2 separate regions of the Macaca mulatta genome follow, and region 1 is linked to region 2. A link is a contact called in public Hi-C data. All regions are on one chromosome and are shown on one strand. The core of a region is the stretch at or near the end of the contact, and the rest is flanking DNA. Distances in the headings are between cores, read along the strand shown. Region 1 overlaps LOC114672784 (a long non-coding RNA gene). Region 2 holds the start of MLLT3 (MLLT3 super elongation complex subunit).

Region 1 (3,625 bases), core at 1,004-3,503, 690 kb after region 2:
TCTCACAGAGATAGGAGAGCAGGAAGATGCTAGGCAGTTTGGTGGTTGCTTTGGTGAAGAAGTTATTTCACTTTGTCCTGTGTTTTACCCTCAGAGATTCAGTCTCCTTTTATCTTCCTTTATTCACCCTGGGCCCAACCTTAGGAAATTGACATCTGCAGGCAATGAAAGGTATTTATTTTGAGCCACAAGACATGGGATCCTTATTTGCTCTTAAGGAGGAGTCACACCTTCATGGGGTCCTTACTGGCTCTTGAGGAGGAGCCACACCCTCATGGGGTCCTTACTGGCTCTTGAGGAGGAGCCACACCCTCATGGGGTCCTTACTGGCTCTTGAGGAGGAGCCACACCCTCATGGGGTCCTTATTGGCTCTCAAGGAGGAGCCACACCGTCAGTGGCTTGTGTTGGGAAGATGTCTGGAAGCCCTGATCCCACTGATGGACACAGCTGACTAGATCAGTGATGGAAACCTGACCAAGATGACATTCTAGAAGCCACAAGGGGTATAAACCAAGAAACGGGAGAAGCAGGGAATAAGGTAACTAGTAACTGCAGGAGAAATGGGGTGGCGGACTCCCCCAAAAGCAGCCATAATGGTAGAGTTCTAGCAAAGAGAAACACTGATATCTGAGGCTGGGGATGACACATCTTAAATTGCACAACCACCCTAAACAAGCTGTCACAGCTCAGCTGACTGAGAAGGACATCCTGGCCACTCTCATTTTTGTTTTCCTTACTCCTCTGCAAATAGTTTGATAGTAACACCCATTGCCTGAACCAACTGGGTATATATATCCATGTTCCTTAAAGGGATTGCACAGCCAGCTGCTCTGCTCCCTCTCAGGCATGACGGTGGCACAACGGAGTGAATACAGTGTAATTTCTGTTTGTTCATCACCCTTGCTACCCACTTCCATTTAGAAATGATCTAACTCTCTGTAATCCCAGCACTTTGAGAGGCTGAGGCGGGTGGATCACCTGAGGTCAGGAGTTCGAGACCAGGCTGGTGAAACCCCGTCTCAATTAAAAATACAAAAATTAGCCAGGCATGGTGGCGCATGCCTGTAATCCCAGCTACTCGGGAGTCTGAGGCAGGAGAATCACTTGAACCCGGGAGGCAGAGGTTGCAGTGAGCCGAGATTGCGCCATTGCACTCCAGCCTGGGCAACAAGAACAAACTCTGTCTCAAAAAAGAAAAAAAGTAAAAAGAAAGAAATGATCCGACTCTCTATGTATTTGTCTTTGTTGGGGGATGTTTGGCAGATTGCATTCTCCAAAGGTGACAACAACCATATCCCCATTTCACATGTTCTTCTACAATGTGACCTTGTCATTCCTCCATGAATGGGGTGGGCTTGTGACTGCTTCAACCAAGAGGACAGCAGAACTGCTGCAATGTGGCTTCCAAGGTGGGCTAATAAATGACAAAGGACTGCTTCTTGATGTGTGGCTGGGTAGGTAGGGAGGGGAACGAGCCAGGTCAGGAAAGATCCCAGGGCACAGGGATGGCTGCTTTTCCTCATCATGGCTAGGACAACATGCCTCCTCCATTTTAAGATGCTGTGTATTTGAAAAGTATTATCAATTCAATGAAGACTTTAAGGGAACAGAGTCCCACCACCTCAATGTTAAACGTGTCATCTATTATGTGATACATTAAAGGAAACATTAAAATATGAAAGAAATTCATGAAATGCAGGAAAGTATGGTAACTCTTTGGGTGTCCTTGGACATCTTTCCGTACATTCTAAGAGTCTAAAGGATGGAAGGCTTCTAGGCCTTATAAACCTTGACCTCCCTAGTGTGTGCCAGCCGTGCCAATTTATCCACTAGGCACAGTGTGGAGGGCCCACAATACTTTTAAGGTCCCAGAAAAATGTCTTTATTTCTTTTAACAATTTTTTAAAAACCAGTAGGTTAAATTAAATGTTATAAATGTAAATATATACTACTTAATATGCAATATATAACAGGAATATATTCATCTTTAGGCCAACACTCATAAAATACAATTTTTAATATTTAAGATATTTCATGTCTTTATAAATATTTAAAAGTTAATATCTAATATGTTTTATGGAGAAAAATCCTCATGCATTCAAGTTGTCTTTGATCACCTGAGACTCAGACATGTACAAGCTTCTCTTTTACCCTCTCAATATCCAGATCTCAAGGAGCCTCTAGGAATGAATCCCAGGAGGGATTTTGTCCTTTCAGCACTTCCATATTTGGAGTCTAGGTGGCCCCATTGCTCTAGAGTTAGCTGTGTGATGGGCTGTGATTTACAGTGACTGCTAGGATGCTCGCCAATGCCTCCTGTGAAGCAGGCAGAGGTTACTGCTTTCAGTAGAGATAGTTCAATGTGCACAGCTGGGAGGAGGCCTGGGATTTTTCATAGCTGTCATTCTTTTAAACCCTCAGTCCCCAAGGATAATCCCATGGAAGGTAAAACCTGGCCATTTTCAACTCTGCTTAAATTATTGAGCATGCTGGGCATAAAAAATTTAAATGTCTAGGAAAATAAATAAGGTGCATAAAAAGATTTTATTGCCTGTCTCCAAATCAGAGAAGAACACTAAATGGCTGCTTTTTAAAAACATCATAGGAAGTTCCTGCAATTTGGTATGAGATCTCTTGGCTCCCCTGAAAATCATGGACTCAAATACTTAGGGATGGACTATCAGAAAAAATAGAATTCCCTGAAGCTATTTCATGCTTAGCGAGATGGCTTGTGGAATTTTTGAGTGAAAGAATACATTTTCCACTTTTAGAGTCTTTAGGCTAGTCTTTTAGACTGGATGGTTGCTCATGAAACAATGGGAACAGGCTGATGCATCAAACTTTAGTTTCTCTAGCTGCTTGGAGAAGGACATACATGCAAACATGTATGAACAGAAGTAAATGAATCAAGGTACATTTTCAGAGCATAAAAACCCACTCATAGGATTCTTGGGAAGGAGTGTCATTTCTTCTATTTCTGCTTTTAATTTGTCTTACATCAATAGAGACTTCTTAACCCTTTTCTCCTCTCTTGGCCACTTTGAAAAGTGATTTGCTCCTATCACATTAAATTCAACTTTCATGTAAGTAATAGATATGCTTTTTGTATTGTGAGTGGCCAGCAGGGCTTGGAGTCACTTTTTTGTGAAAGGAGGTGAAAAGAGACCTTGTACCATAGAGTTCCCTGATGAAATGCATGGTTAGATGTTGCGTTCTCTCTAGGAAAATATAAGACTCCCTCAGCTAAACTTTACAGGGAAGGAATTTAAATGCTCCCCCAAAATCATGATGAATATATTTTTCTCTGTATGCATGGAAAATGAGGCTTTATTTTTTTGATCGAGGTGAGATTATTCAATATTGCATATTGTACATGGCATGGTAAGTTCTAAATTCTTTTTTTTTTCTTTTTTTTTTTTTTTTTTTTTGAGATGGAGTCTCACTCTGTCGCCCAGGCTGGAGTGCAGTGGTGTGATCCCCGTTCACTGCAAGTTCCACCTCCCGGGTTCACGCCGTTCTCCTGCCTCAGCCTCCCAAGTAGGGACTCAGGCACCCGCCACCATGCCCAGCTAATTTATTGTATTTTTAGTAGAGACGAGGTTTCACCGTGTTAGCCAGGATGGT
Region 2 (3,801 bases), core at 722-3,221:
TCAAAAGTTTAACAATGCACAGCAAATAGGTCTCCCCTTCACGTAGATACTACCCACACAGCTTGTCTCTGTGAATATAAATTTAGTCCTTGTACACACATACAGACACAGCGACACATATACCTACAGATGATATGCATTTAGGTATATGTGTGTTAGTTGATAAATCTAAGCCCTTGGATTTAGATTAAAATGTTTCTCCCTTCAGTCGTTTGCTCCATTCTATGCTAAATCCTGTAGAAGGCTGGGAAGAACTGGGGACCTCAACCCAAAGAAGTTTCTTGATTATAGCTGACGGGCAGCAGAATATCAGTTTTAGGGAATCAAAAGTTGAGTTGGAAGGTTGCTGGTTTGGAAACTAAGGTTGGTTCCAAGTGGTCCGACCTGATTCCCAGGATCTTTTTGAGAGCTGCTGGGAGAACTGAAAATTAACAGCGAGGACCCAGGACGCCCTAGGTAACCTCCTCCCCGCTATTCTGCTCTTCTCAATTCAAGGGCCGAGACAACTTGCCCTTGTGGAAGAGGGAAGAAAAGGGAAAAGAGGAAAGCAAGAAAGTTGAGTCAGAAAGAGGAAGAGGGACAAAGAGGAAAGGCAAGGAGAAGAGAAGGAAAAATCAAGGTTCAGCAAGAAGTTGGAAGGCGAGGGAAAAAGGGGAGTAAAGAAAAGAGACGGCAAAAGAGGTCTAAGGTCTAGGAAGATGCAAGGATCTTTGTTTAACGAACCAAAGTCACACCCATCTTTCACTTTCAAATCAAACGTCTAGATCTTATCCGTTTCCTTTTTAAAGGTTGTCTGCGTTTCTAAAGGAAGCCAGTAGTTGATACTCCTCGCCGCGCCCCACGCGTGGCCGCGCTGTTCTGTCTCCGGCCACTGAGACCAAATACAACGCGAGTGAGAACATTTGCAGAGGCGCGACTCTGGGAACGCTCCTGCGACTGGTTGTCACCGGGGAGTCTAACCGGATTAATACCCAGAGATGGATTACGCTGGCTGTCACCAATACGCCTAAAGATTATAATCCAATTTACGCACATTACAGTCAGTATTAACTTTATCTGTTATTTTAAGACTCCCAGTTGCCCCGCGCGTCCTCAGAGGAAAATCCTCCACGTTCTGATGCAACTCAGCAGGCTGTCAGGAGGGGAAGCCTCCCGAAGAAAACAACTCCAAGCCTGGTCCCCGAGGGTCTGTACCTGGCACCCCCAGGTGTCTTGCCTTCACCTGGGCACCGCTTTATGAAACTTCCCAGCCGGGGATTACCAACGAGGAAGGCGTTCCCTTGCAAGGAAATAGCATCCTTGTTTCTCCCTTGTTCATTTCATTTTCAAATTTTCAGTGGCGGTGGCAGGAGGGCGGGGAGTGAGGGTGGTGGGCGGGTGCCTGTGAGTGGATGGGGCAGGGGGCCAGGGGATCGTTGCGGGTTAGAACAGCCTCAGTGATTGCTATTTTCATGCTCGTTTTTTGCAGGATAGCATTTCTCTCTCTCTCTTTAAATAAGTTTGTTTGGGTGTGAGTTCTTGTCTTTTCAGCACAAAACCATAGAAATACGTGGTGGAAAGTAAAAGAAAGCCCACTCCCTCCTCCCCGTGCGTGCTAGCTAAGGACTTGATTTAACACCCCTTCTCCGGCTGCTGGGGGCTCTAAGCAGTGGCTACATTCCAGCAGTTTTAATCCGTTTTTTATTGTAGGGCGAGCAGAGTTTACACAGGGGCTGGGATGGCTCCCCAGCTGGCCGCTCTCCCTAGTCCCGCGCCCCCTCCCTGCCACCCCCGCAGCAGGAACCTGTTACTTTAAGCAAGGCTTTCCAGTGTGGCGCTGCGGGCCGCCGGGGTTTCGGAAGGTGGCAGGTGATTGGCTCTTTCGAGCTCCCCCTGGCTCGCTCGCTCGGCCTCCCCGCGCGCTCCGCCCCGCCCGCAAGCCCTCCCTCCGCCCCGCGAGGCTCGGAGCCCGGGTGTCAGGCGCCACGGCGCATGCTCCGGAATCATCTTCTTTACCCTGGAGCTGCTGCTGCTGCTGCTGCTTTTGCTTTTGGGGCTGAGTTTAATAAGCGAGCGAGCGAGCGAGCGAGCAAGCGAGCGCGGGGGGAAAAAGGCAGAGAATGTCCGCCATCTACCCTCCGCTCCTGGGCGCGCTCTCATTCATAGCAGCCTCTTCATGAATTACAGCTGAGGGGGGGCGGAGGAGGGGGGGGTACCACACAACACCCCAGCAAACCTCCGGGCCCCCAGGCATGGCTAGCTCGGTAAGTACGCGCAAAAATAATAATAAAAGACCTCCCCCACTTTCCTTCCTCGCCCTGCGCCGCCGCAGCCCAGACAGCGCCAGCGCTCCGCGGTTCCAATTAGAGAAAGGTTGGTACGGCTTGCAGGGAGCTGCCGCCTCTCCCTCAGCCTCCGCTCCCCTCCTCCCCCACCCCCCCGGCGCGCGCGCACACACAGACACACACACACTCACACACGCTCACACTCGCCCCTCCACCCCCCGCGCCTCCCTCCCTCCTCGCCTCTTTGCAATCACAAGAAGCGCACTCACACACTCCCTCTCGCTCACACGCGCGCACTCACACACACACTCACGGTGGAAGGAGGCGAATAATAACTCAGCCATATTTCAGTCGCCGCTGCCGGGAGCTGCGGGCACAGTCCGGGGACGCGGCGAGCAGCCTCGGCGGCCGCACCTCCGCAAAGCGCCGCGGCCGCTACGATGGTGCGTTCTCCGCGGCGCGCGTGTGTCAGCCGGAGTGTGCGGGGCTGACAGCGGCGGGGCCGCACGCAACTTTGCCCCAGCGCCGGGGGGTGCTGAGCGCGAGCCGAGGCTCGGCGGCTGTCCGCCCGCCGCCCTGCCTTTCTGAATTTCATTTTTGAGGGGGAGGTGGGAGATACTTTGGAGCCACTTTGGCTCTTGAAAGTGTGTTGCGGGGTCTCGGTTCGACTGGCCTCGCCGATCGCCTGGGGCTTTTAGTTGGGGGGTGCGGGGTGCTTTAAGTTATGGATGCCTCGGTGTGTTTTCCTGCGGGCGTGTGTGTGTGTGTGTGTTTCAATGTGTGTGTGACGATGTCTCATTTTTGTTGTGCACGAACCCCGTGGCAAGAGCACGGGAGTTTGTGCCCATCAGCAGAGGCTGCCTGTAGTTTCCATTCCGCCTGGCACAGCGCTCCACACGCACGCACACACACACGTACACAAAGACTTCCTCGGCGTGTGCCTGTCGCCGCGGTACTTTCGGGGAGGGGGCTCGCCAGGAACCCTTCGGTCCCTCTGGGTCCCAGCCACCTACCCTTCCACGCCGGAAAACCGCCCCGGCATTGCCTTCTGATTTGTTTCCGATGCATTTGTTATCGTGCTTGTCGTGGCTGAGTGTGTTCTCCCTCTTTCCCTGACCCTTTTCCCGACTGGGGATAACATTCCGTTACAATCCTGTCCGATGTGGATGCGGGGCCCGGGGCGCCTGGGGCCGAGCCGGGCCGGCCGGGCGGGTATATTTGGGGGTGTGGGATGTGCGCGCCCACGCGCGTGAAACGTGGATGCAGAGGGCACCGCCGTTTCCTTTTATGTGCGTTTCAAGAAGGAGGAAAAAAAATGTCAGGCGCAACGTTCACTGCCGAAACGTCGCCTTCCTGTTGTTCACGGCTGTCTCTCCTCCCCCTGCCCGCAGTGTGCCGTGCAGGTGAAGCTGGAGCTGGGGCACCGCGCCCAGGTGAGGAAAAAACCCACCGTGGAGGGCTTCACCCACGACTGGATGGTGTTCGTACGCGGCCCGGAGCACAGTAACATACAGCACTTTGTGGAGAAAGTCGTCTT

What was found. A called contact is a pair of places that touch in the nucleus more often than the background predicts.
Region 1: a Hi-C map of fetal cortex germinal zone shows a contact between it and region 2, with 5 times the contacts expected there. The contact joins the enhancer-like site here to the promoter of MLLT3 in region 2. A contact is called at or near these places in 2 of 14 Hi-C or Micro-C datasets (fetal cortex germinal zone and fetal cortical plate).

What each region holds. Positions count from the first base shown.
Region 1 is chr15:79,275,073-79,278,697 of T2T-MMU8v2.0, forward strand. The region is part of intron 1 of LOC114672784 (a long non-coding RNA gene); the gene reads right to left. Among named protein-coding and RNA genes, the nearest start is that of SLC24A2, 130 kb to the right of the region's middle. Within about 2 kb of position 2,254, at least 14 of the 40 cell types and tissues checked have an H3K27ac peak or open chromatin away from gene starts, as enhancers often do. A contact at or near this core is called in fetal cortex germinal zone and fetal cortical plate, where this site is marked.
Region 2 is chr15:78,583,972-78,587,772 of T2T-MMU8v2.0, forward strand. It overlaps MLLT3 (MLLT3 super elongation complex subunit), which reads left to right and starts at 1,972. Exons shown (of 11, transcript XM_001108646.5): 1 at 1,972-2,243; 2 at 3,656-3,801. The coding sequence starts at 2,232.